Regions from separate parts of the Sus scrofa genome. Here region 1 is linked to region 2. Evidence: chromatin contacts called from public HiChIP or PLAC-seq data. All regions are on one chromosome and are shown on one strand. Each heading gives the region's core, a stretch centred on a gene start, on an enhancer-like site or on the middle of the called end of the contact. The rest is flanking DNA. Distances are from core to core; before and after follow the strand shown.

What was found. HiChIP or PLAC-seq counts read pairs in DNA pulled down with a chosen protein or histone mark.
Region 1: an H3K27ac HiChIP or PLAC-seq map of alveolar macrophages shows a contact between it and region 2. The contact joins two enhancer-like sites. A contact is called at or near these places in 2 of 47 Hi-C or Micro-C datasets (both in liver) and 1 of 2 datasets of contacts at active chromatin or transcription factors (alveolar macrophages).

The regions. Positions count from the first base shown.
Region 1 is chr9:77,702,107-77,707,309 of Sscrofa11.1, forward strand. All of the region lies in intron 27 of COL28A1 (collagen alpha-1(XXVIII) chain), which reads right to left. All of the region lies in intron 2 of LOC110255476 (a long non-coding RNA gene), which reads left to right. Among named protein-coding and RNA genes, the nearest start is that of COL28A1, 140 kb to the right of the region's middle. Within about 2 kb of position 3,390, at least 42 of the 83 cell types and tissues checked have an H3K27ac peak or open chromatin away from gene starts, as enhancers often do. A contact at or near this core is called in alveolar macrophages and liver, where this site is marked.
Region 2 is chr9:77,553,374-77,557,986 of Sscrofa11.1, forward strand. No RefSeq gene overlaps it. Among named protein-coding and RNA genes, the nearest start is that of C1GALT1, 46 kb to the left of the region's middle. Within about 2 kb of position 1,543, at least 10 of the 83 cell types and tissues checked have an H3K27ac peak or open chromatin away from gene starts, as enhancers often do. A contact at or near this core is called in alveolar macrophages and liver, where this site is marked.

The DNA of each region.
Region 1 (5,203 bases), core at 2,140-4,639, 150 kb after region 2:
CATGACCAGATCTAGACCCAGCATTGCCGTGAGCTGTAGTGGGGGTCGCAGATGCAGCTTGGATCCCACATTGCAGTAACTCTGGTATCCTCAGAAGGATATCAGTAAATGACAGTTTGTTTTCTAAGATTTTTTTTTTTTTTTTTTTTTTTTTTTTTTTTTTTTTTTTTGTGGAGGAGAATGAGGACATCTTTATTCAACCAGTTACCTAGTTGAAGATGCCGTGGTGTTGTCAAGGAGATGCTTGGAAGCACTGGTACCTGAGTTGGGGGGTTGTGAGGGTTTCTAGCCAGAGGTAAGAGAGATTAAAGGTTCACAAGAGAACTTTCAAAGGAAATCTGCAGCTGGCTCTGGTCCAGCCACAAAGGACAGAATAGTATGAAAAACAAAAGGAGCTGGGACTAGGGTTGTGACGATGGATTGATTATCATCAATTTACAAAAAGTGGATCCAGAAAGAACTTGATACCTTTCTGACAATTACTAAGAATAATTATCTAGGAGTTCCCGTCATGGCTCAGTGGTTAACAAATCCGACTAGGAACCATGAGGTTGTGGGGTTGATCCCTGGCCTTGCTCGGTGGGTTAAGGATCTGGCATTGCCATGAGCTGTGGTGTAGGTAGCAGATGCAGCTCCGATCCCGAGTTGCTGTGGCTCTGGTGTGGGCCAGGCGGCTATGGCTCCGATTTGACCCCTAGCCTGGGAACCTCCATATGCTGCGGGAGCAGCCCAAGAAAAGGCAAAAAAAAAAAAAAAAAAAAAAAAAAAAAATTATTTATTTTACAACCTTTCAGATTCCCATAGCAGCTAATCTAGAAGATGTACAATAAATATTTGTGACTAGCTACATTTAAGAAATGACACAATTTCTTTGCAAAGTTAAAAGCAACTATGCCTTCAATGTCATGCCCTGGGGGAAAAGCCTCAGAGTAGCCAATTATCATGTTAGAATCAGTTCCTTGTTCAGGAATTTATTTCATATTACTTCATAATATAGACATTTTATAAATAACTGTTATTACTGTACCTATTCCAGGCAGCTGGGTTTCCCTATAATAAAGGCATTTTTAAAAAACCGTATTTCCCATCAAAATATTTGAAGGTTTCCTATAATTTTCAGAGGAGAAAGTCTGGCTAAAAGCATTTAACAAGTCCCTGCCTTAGCTTAGCCAAGGTGAATACTATGCATTGAGATTTTTTTTCTTTACAAGTTTCAGGAAAATGATAGGCAATGACTTCAGGGTGGGTCAGAAGCCACTGCAAGAGTGAACCTGTCTATCTGAAGGTACAATTAAGTCCAAATTTCACACCCAGATTCTTAATCACTATATCTCATGCTTAGCTCTTTCTTTCTTTTTTTTTTTTTTGTCTTTTTGCCATTTCTTGGGCCGCTCCCGCGGCATATGGAGATTCCCAGGCTAGGGGTCTAATCGGAGCTGTAGCTGCCAGCCTAGGCCAGAGCCACAGCAATGCAGGATCTGAGCCGCGTCTTCAACCTACACCACAGCTCACGGCAACGCTGGAACCTTGACCCACTGAGCAAGGGCAGGGATCGAACCCGCAACCTCATGGTTCCTAGTCGGATTCGTTAACCACTGCGCCACAACGGGAACTCTGCTCTTTCTTGTTAAAGATGTGACTGTTTGAATTATTCAGATGATTGGTTATTCTCTGCAAGAGAGATTTCTAAGGATAATTTCTAGGAATAACAGTATTTTAATAGATTTTTTTTTGTATTACTGATGTCAGAAAACAAGAATTTTTCTTTCCAAATATTTTCTCAGTAAGGAAAAATAATCAAGTTCACAGATGATCAAAAAATATAAAATGGATGTCTGGTTGCCTCTTAGGATGTAGAAAACTAGAAAAGACTGCCTGTATTCTTAACACTTTAACAAAAAATGCTAACTAATCTAGGAGGTCATAACTTTCCTTAAATCCACCTTAGAGCTGTGGTTGCAGGGCAACCCAGGCTCCTCCAAGGAGAACTAGGACAGGGACACTTAAACCTGCTGGAGACACGGATGTCATTCAAGCTGGAAGGGGAAGTTCCGCTAAAATTCTTAAATTGTTAAAGGCCTCATATGGGCTAGTATGAGAAGACAGAACCCTTCAGTCACAAGAGGGATTCACCCCTGCAGGCTCGCTAGTGCTGGAGAGACTGACTGGGAACAGGGCCAGTGCCCAAGCTTCCCTAGTGCTGCAGGCCTGGGGGAGGGAGGAGGAGCAGTCCCCAGGGAAAGGCATGAAGCCCCATGGGACAAAAATCTTAAACTGCTGGAGGAAGTGCAGCAAACACTGTCACCTCTAGGACAGGGGTGATCCATGGTGGCTGAGGGAAAGAAAATGACTAAAAGCTACAGGAATGAATCCTGGGCCCAGACCTCTGCAGACATCCTGCTGCCTGGGGAGGGTCAGGAAACCATCCTCAGGCCAGACCATTAGAGACCTCCCATGCGTTTGCTGCAACACATACTTCTGACCTTGTCTGTGCTCCCTGAATACCCTTGTCCCATCTGTGGGCTAGTCCAGCCCACCAAACACACCTAAGACATCTTCCCTGAGCAACCACCACCCCTCCCCCCGCCACCCCCCGCTGGCATCCCTGGCCAAGAGTAACTCCCTTGGAGTTCCTGTCATGGAGCAGTGGAAACGAATCTGCCTAGGACCCATGAGGTTGTGGGTTCGATTCTTGGCCTCGCTTAGTGGGTTAAGGATCCGGCATTGCCATGAGCTGTGGTGTAGGTTGCAGAAGCAGCTCAGATCTGGTGTTGCTGTGGCTCTGATGTAGGCTGGCAGCTGTAGCTTCATTTGGACCCCTAGCCTGGGAACCTCCATATGCCACAGGTGCGGCCCTAAAAAGCTAAAAAAAAAAAGGGGGGGTAACTCCCTCATATCTACCCACACCTCTCCTGCAGAGCATCACAGAGAAGGTTTGGGTGCTCACATCCTTTTTGCCCCCCTTATCTTAAACTCCCAATACAAGTACTTCGTCTTATTTATCTCTCTACTCTGCCAGGTGCCTGTTCCAGGGCCCTGCATATCATTCTGAGCTGGAGATAGTGGATGTGGGGGCGAGCCATCTTTTTGGTAGAAGTTACCTAGAGACAGTGCATCCTCAACCCTGTCTTATGTAGCCTCACAAACGCGCATGGATATCCTGGTAAATTTCTTGATAGGCATTTAGGGATCCATGTGGAAAAGAGATAACAAGATAGAGATGCACGGAAAAGTGCCAGTGGCAATCTCCATGTGGGTCAACCAAAGGAGGTATTTATAAGCAGGCCGACCTTATTAATAATTCCTGGGGCACTGTCTTTGGAGACCGCTGAACAAAGCAGGTGAGGGCTTTGCCCACAAGTCAGAAGACCACAGTGACTCATGCAAGAAGCATTCTGCTGACTGCACAGGCTGAGTCAGCCCTGTCGCAAGGGCGCAAGCGACAGTGGGAGGTGCTGATCTGTGTGGCCACAGCTGCCACCGCAGCAGCAGAAAGTGGAGCCTCCTCTTTGGGGCCTCGTAGCACTATGTTCAATCCCGTGTGTAAGTTTGCTGAATGAAAGGATTCCAGGAAATGTACTCTTCTATTTTCCATCTATCATTTCATTAACACAAAAGAATGGACCCAGAAGCAGCTGTGTGCTGATTTCATAGTGGGGTAGGCTGAATAAGGGCTCCCCCAAGATATGCAGGTCCTATGTCTCGAACCTGTGAATGTTATTTTATGCTGGGGGTGGGGAATACTTTGGCAGCTGGATGAAGTTAAGGATCTTGAGTGGGGAGATTATCTTGGGTTATCAGGGTGGGTCCTAAAAGCAATCTCAAAAATCCTTATAACAGAGAAGCAGGAAGGAGGTTTTGCCAAGAGAAGGCCCTGTGACTGAAACAGTCAAACAGAGGCAGAGAAAAAAAATGTAAGCCACTGGCTTTGAAGATAGAGGAAGTGGCTATAAACCAAAGAACATGAAGAACTTGGCTCTAGACTCTGGAAAAACCAAGGGAAGATATACGCTCCCCCTCCCTAAGCCTCTGGACTCCTGGTCGGTGGGACTGCAGCCACATAAGATTCATTTCAGCCTTCTGAGCTCCACAGTTGCAAAAGAAAAAACTGGTATTGTATTAAAAATCACTGAATTTGTAGTGATTTGTTAGGGCAGCCATAGAAAACAGGAAACTAACACAGATACTAATATTTTCATTCCTCTTACTTTTAGTAGATAAGATCACAACTCAGAGCACTTTGCATTGTTATCAAAAAATAATTTGGCTCAGAAATCATTTGTATTTCAGGTGTCACAAAGGGAAAATTCTAATATTAAAATAGGCCATGAGTAGTGACTAGGGTGGCTTTGTATTTTGCAGGCAAGAACAGTTCTCTGAGAAGTGATGCTCAACTGTGGCATCTCTCCTTCTAAGAGACAGAGCAATGCTGGAAAATATTTCACACAAAAGAGGTTATTCAATATACCAATGGCCTTTGCAGGATAGCTGGAAACTAGTGGAAGAAGGCTGTGCATCACTAAGGATAATGGTTCATAATCAACAAGCTCATCCCTTCTAAACTTTCCCTGGTTCAGATATACGTCACCTGTGGACTAAGTTATTACAATAACTACTTAATCCATGTCTTTACTTCCACTTGCATGCATCTATACCACAGATTATCAAATGTGGACAGGAAAAGGAGCTGCTACAGGGTACCCTCAGGATGCAAGGGGAGAAGTATATTTCCAACCACACAGCCCACCTGCTATCCCCACACCACTTCCTAAAAAGGAAACAGAGTTTCTGATGGAGTGTTCCAGGCATGTGAATAGTGAGGAGAATGAGAAGCACTGACCTCAACTGTAATGCACTAAAACATGCACCTGGCCCCATCACTCCTGTTTTTAAACCTCTTCCATGTTATTTCCCAAGAAAATGGAAAACATAAAAATGTGCCCACATATGTTCATAACAGCATTATTTATAAGAGCCAAAAGGTAGAAACAACCCAAACGTTCATCAGTGGACAAATGGATAAACAAAATGTGGTATATCCATATAATGGAGTATTACTTGGTCATAAAAAGGAAGTTCTAGTACAACATGGCTGTCCCCTGAAAACATCACACTAAGTGAAAGAAGTCAAAAAAGACCACATATTGTATGATTCTATTTATATAAAATGTCCAGAATCAGCAAATCCATGGAGACAGAAAGC
Region 2 (4,613 bases), core at 293-2,792:
CAAAAAAAAAAAAAAAGAAAGAAAGGACTCATGTAGAGAATACATGTCAATAAAATCCTAGAATTTCCTCTTTCCTATGGAAATGTTTCCTTTTAGATGCTACCACCCCAAAATGTGAGTGCATTTTTTAAATACTTGAAAACATTATTTTTAACCCCAAATTGATGTCATCTCCTCTGGCAAAAGTGGTGCATGAGATTTTGAATGGCACTCATTGTGGCAGAGGTAGCTTTTAGGAACAGAATCACAAGTATTTTTCTACTTTATTTGAAGCAGTGAAGCAGAGGATTCTCCTCTGGTTGCCATCGCCTGCTTCTCTGGGCACCATCATCTTGTGCTGTGACTTCCTCCTACCATCATGTTGGCTCTGAGGAAGGGATTTGTCTTCTCTCTTATTACCACAGCACAGACCAGACATTCCAGAATGTTCTAAAATAACAGAAGAAAAGGTCCAGAGAAGAATGTAGATATGCTCCCCAGATCCCTGGTGGGATCTTCTTGCCTTTTTCTAAGCTGTGTTTTCCTTGCCACCTGTTTCCAGAGGTAGCTGAACCACCCTCACTAGAAGCATCCCAGATACCACTGAATGTTTAAGAGTCTCAGCCAAATTGACATCAACCCCCAAGAAAAATGAGGAAGCTCTCCCTTCACCCCATTCTAAAGCTCTCTGCTCACTTCCTGCTGGAGAACTGGCCCCTCCACGGGAAACAGAGTGAAAACATTCACTACCTTCAGAGAAAATCCCACCTTTACCCTGAGGAGTGTGGTCTGGATTTGTAGCCCTGAAAGGAAAATCACCCAGTAATCTGACACTGTATTTCATGAAGTCTGTGTTGTTTGTTCTTTTTAGTTTGCTTTGGAGGGGTTTGGTTTGTTTTTTGGTCATGCCCATGATGTGGAAGTTCCCAGGCCTGGATTGAACCCTTGCCCCAGCAGAGACCCACGCCATTGCAGTGACAGTGCCAGATCCTTAACCCACTATGCCACAAGGGAACTCCATGTTCTTAAATCACACATTGGAGCAGCAACAGCCAAATCCAGGTGAGACTACACCAGGCTCAATCCTGTTCCTACTTCATCTTCCTGCATTAAGTGTTTCAAACACGTCTTAGGATCCCGTTTCAGCTACGGCCACTTAAATAGAATACAAATCAGCCTTGAAACTTAACAGAATGTTACTTTATAATGTCATCTTCCTTTTAAAACTAGCCAGTTTCAAACCAGTCTTCATCCTCTTTAAAATTTCAAAAGTGGAAGCAGAAAAAAAGGGTTGGGAAATAAATCACCTGTGTTATCTTAGTGATCCCTCACTAGTTCTGAGATCCTTAAGTAAAATAATACTTGGTGTTATTTTCCATCTGAAGGACTCATAAATTTACTAGGTTTGACCTTCTTTTCAGATTTTATTGTCTTTATATTCTCTTAAGCTAGTAAGTCTTCAAAAAATTTTACCAAATGGAAAACTGGTGTGCAGAGGTCAAGTGACTCAGAGCAAGTGAAGCAGAACTGAGTGGTGAAATTTAACCTGAGTCTGAAGTTTCATAACACACCAAGATCCAGTCTCCTTTATAATATACTGACTTAGAAGGTGGAAAGACGGTAACAACTGCTTGGTGCTGGTAAACTTTAAGATCACCAATGACCTCATTTATGGCTAATTGATTACCTCATAGTAATGTAAATTAGTGCTTTAATATGGAATCTTTGCTGTGTATTAAGCAGGGTAATTTAATTAGCCTCAGTAATTCAGTAGTCTTTACAAATCCTAAACTTGCAGAATATTTTCTAAATTTGCTCTTTAATAACACTAGATCACTGCATAGGATTATTTGAAACCTGCTTATCAGGATGTGCTTTAAAGGGTTCTTTTATTTTCCTTTCTGCATCTAAAATCTTGGATGTAGAATTACCCAAACTTCTTCTTATTACTGAAATTCAAATAAGTGAAGCAAGGGAAACAGATGGTATAAAAATGTGAGGCAGTGACTTTACCAAAAGTCCAGTTATTATCATCGGTGAGAGTATTATTTTTATTGTTTTTAACGAAGTTAAAGAAAGTAGATTCATTTACTTTGAACTGACACTTTTTTTCCAGACTCTACCTTGCATAATAGGGTGCTAGGATGTTAATGGTTTCCTCTCTAAAAGTTACTGTCTTTCTCACATCTAAGGATTGGAAATCATCCCCACCCCATGGTGTATCATGTTTACATTAGGAGCTGTCATCGTTACTTCCTCTTTCACCGCTCCACAGGTGCTTCTTCCTGAGGTTCAACCCAACCTGTTCTAAGTCAGCAAACATTTGACTTCTTTTATTAGCTTTAATATAAGTCAAAATCACACCCAGGAGGCTGGAGTGTGGTAAAATAGACATAAAATCTCCTAACACCCTCATAGTACACCAATCAATACACACCCTCTTTTATGTGAGAAAGAATGACAGAAATGATCTGACAAGGAACAGTCTGGCTTCTAGAGCCAAGGCACACTGACGTTTAAGAAAAACTGACGTAACAGAATGAATTTATTTAAAGCTAGAGGAGTCGTCAATACCAAACCTAGCCTAAACCCCCTGGATTGTGACCACAGCACACAGATATGTTTCAGCTATAATGTTTAACTAATGAAGTCACAGCTTGAGATCCTTTTAGTTGAACAAACACTTATGCATGACCTACTCTTTGCAGGCATCTTCGGGAGATATAATTCTTGCTCTCTGTGAATCTAAAATGTCATCTTTCTAATTTTCAACTAAATATGTAATTCTGTTTTTCCCCAATTCTATTTTCTTAAATCTCTTCATGTAAGACTGTATCCTAGAAGTCATTGAGTATGATATTCACAAAATTCCAGCTAGTAATTTTATCTTTTGCTCTCAATTCATCTCCCCACTGGAAGATAAAGACCGGGGTGGTGAAAGGGTGAGTTGGTGAATAGGAATAATTGCAGTCTACTCTCCTACCAAACTGAAATCACATCAGGCATGTGACCTTAACATATAAAATCAAAATTAGTATATTCACAATGTCTATGCCTCTCCAAATTTTTCACCTTTTCATTATTAGCTTTCTGACCCGTTTTTGGCAGATGAAATTGAGACTTAAAATGCGAAGTTCATAATGCAGTTTTAAAATCAGTAAATTTGTTTTCCAGTCATATTTTAGATTGCTAGATTGTCTGCCCATTGTTTCTCCAATTAAACCCAAGAACACATACATGTATGCCTACACACACAAACACATCCAATGTGGAGGCTCTGGTAGTCAGTCTATCCTCAGGGTTAATGGGACATTTTTAGGATCTGTTGCTGGCCTGAGATGAGCATGCAGGATTCACACCCACAGGGAAGCAAAGGGGATAGGTGTGTGCAGAGGGAGGTGCTGAACTCTAAAACAGACCTAAGAAGGGCCTGAGCCAGTGCCTCAAGGAAACTCTGGACCTGGGTTGGCCCTTCGGCCTTGTCCACCTGGCCCTTATACAGGTATCCTTCATTTTTCAAAAGTTGCTTTCCTCCACTTCACTTTTATGAAACAGCTATATTAGTTCCTATTTTTGCTCATCTGAAGAAATCCAAAGAGGGTTTTTACTTTTATGAAAGAAAGGTGAAAAGTGAAAATAGTATTCAGCATTGCTTTTGCAGTGATGCAACCTTTACAGTGACCACACGCACCTTGAGCAGAGGAGGGAGAGTGGCATCGCCAAGCTCCTTCCCTGGGAACTACACTCAGGACCTCAGCATCAGGCCACCATAGTTTTGAACTGTGTTGTTGAACATCTATGCTCTATCTTGATTTACTTTGTGCATCTGTTAGCAAGATGCGTCCTAAGGTAATTGCTTCTTTGCTTTATGCGCTTTCAGTTCATGAGAGTTTTCACAGAAGGCATTCCCATTATGGCTCAGCAGGTTAAGAACCCAACTCCTATCCATGAGGATGAGAGTTTGATCCCCAGCTTCACTCAGTGAGCTAAGGATCCTGCGTTGCTGTGAGCTGTGGTGTAGGTCACAGACACAGCTTGGATCTGGGATTGCTGTGGCTGTGGTATAAGCTGGCAGCTGCAGCTCTGATTTGAAGACCCCCTAGCCTGGGAACTTCCATCTGCCACAGGTGTGGCACTAAAAAGAAGAAAGTTTTCATAGGAACGGTCTCCTTTCAGGTAGCTGAGAAACCTGTATTTACCAGGTCACTGGATAAGGACTGCCCAGGGAGAAGGCATGATCTTGGACAAGGTACCTTTCTTAGCTGAGGGCTGAGAGCCAGCAGTTACAACATTCTTGGCAGCAGGAGAATAGGTGCCTCAAACTTGACAGGGAGACTGGGCTGCACCCCACGGTGTCCACCACAGAATCACGGTAAAAATGTGGCCAAGGAAGGTCATCTCTGGCTTCTGTCTTCAAGCCTTTGTTTTGTTTTGGCCTTTCGAGAGTGTCTAGACTTTCCCTCTCTTCACTCTGTTTTTTGTTTTCGATACTTTAAATTTTTCCCAATTTAAAGATGGGAAGTAAAGCTAAACCAATACTTGACTGAGAACTCCTTAAATTACTCTGGATAAGTATGCTTTGCTCCCAAGGGAACTTTTCTGAACCAATCTGGGCTTCTGAGAAAAGTCAAATT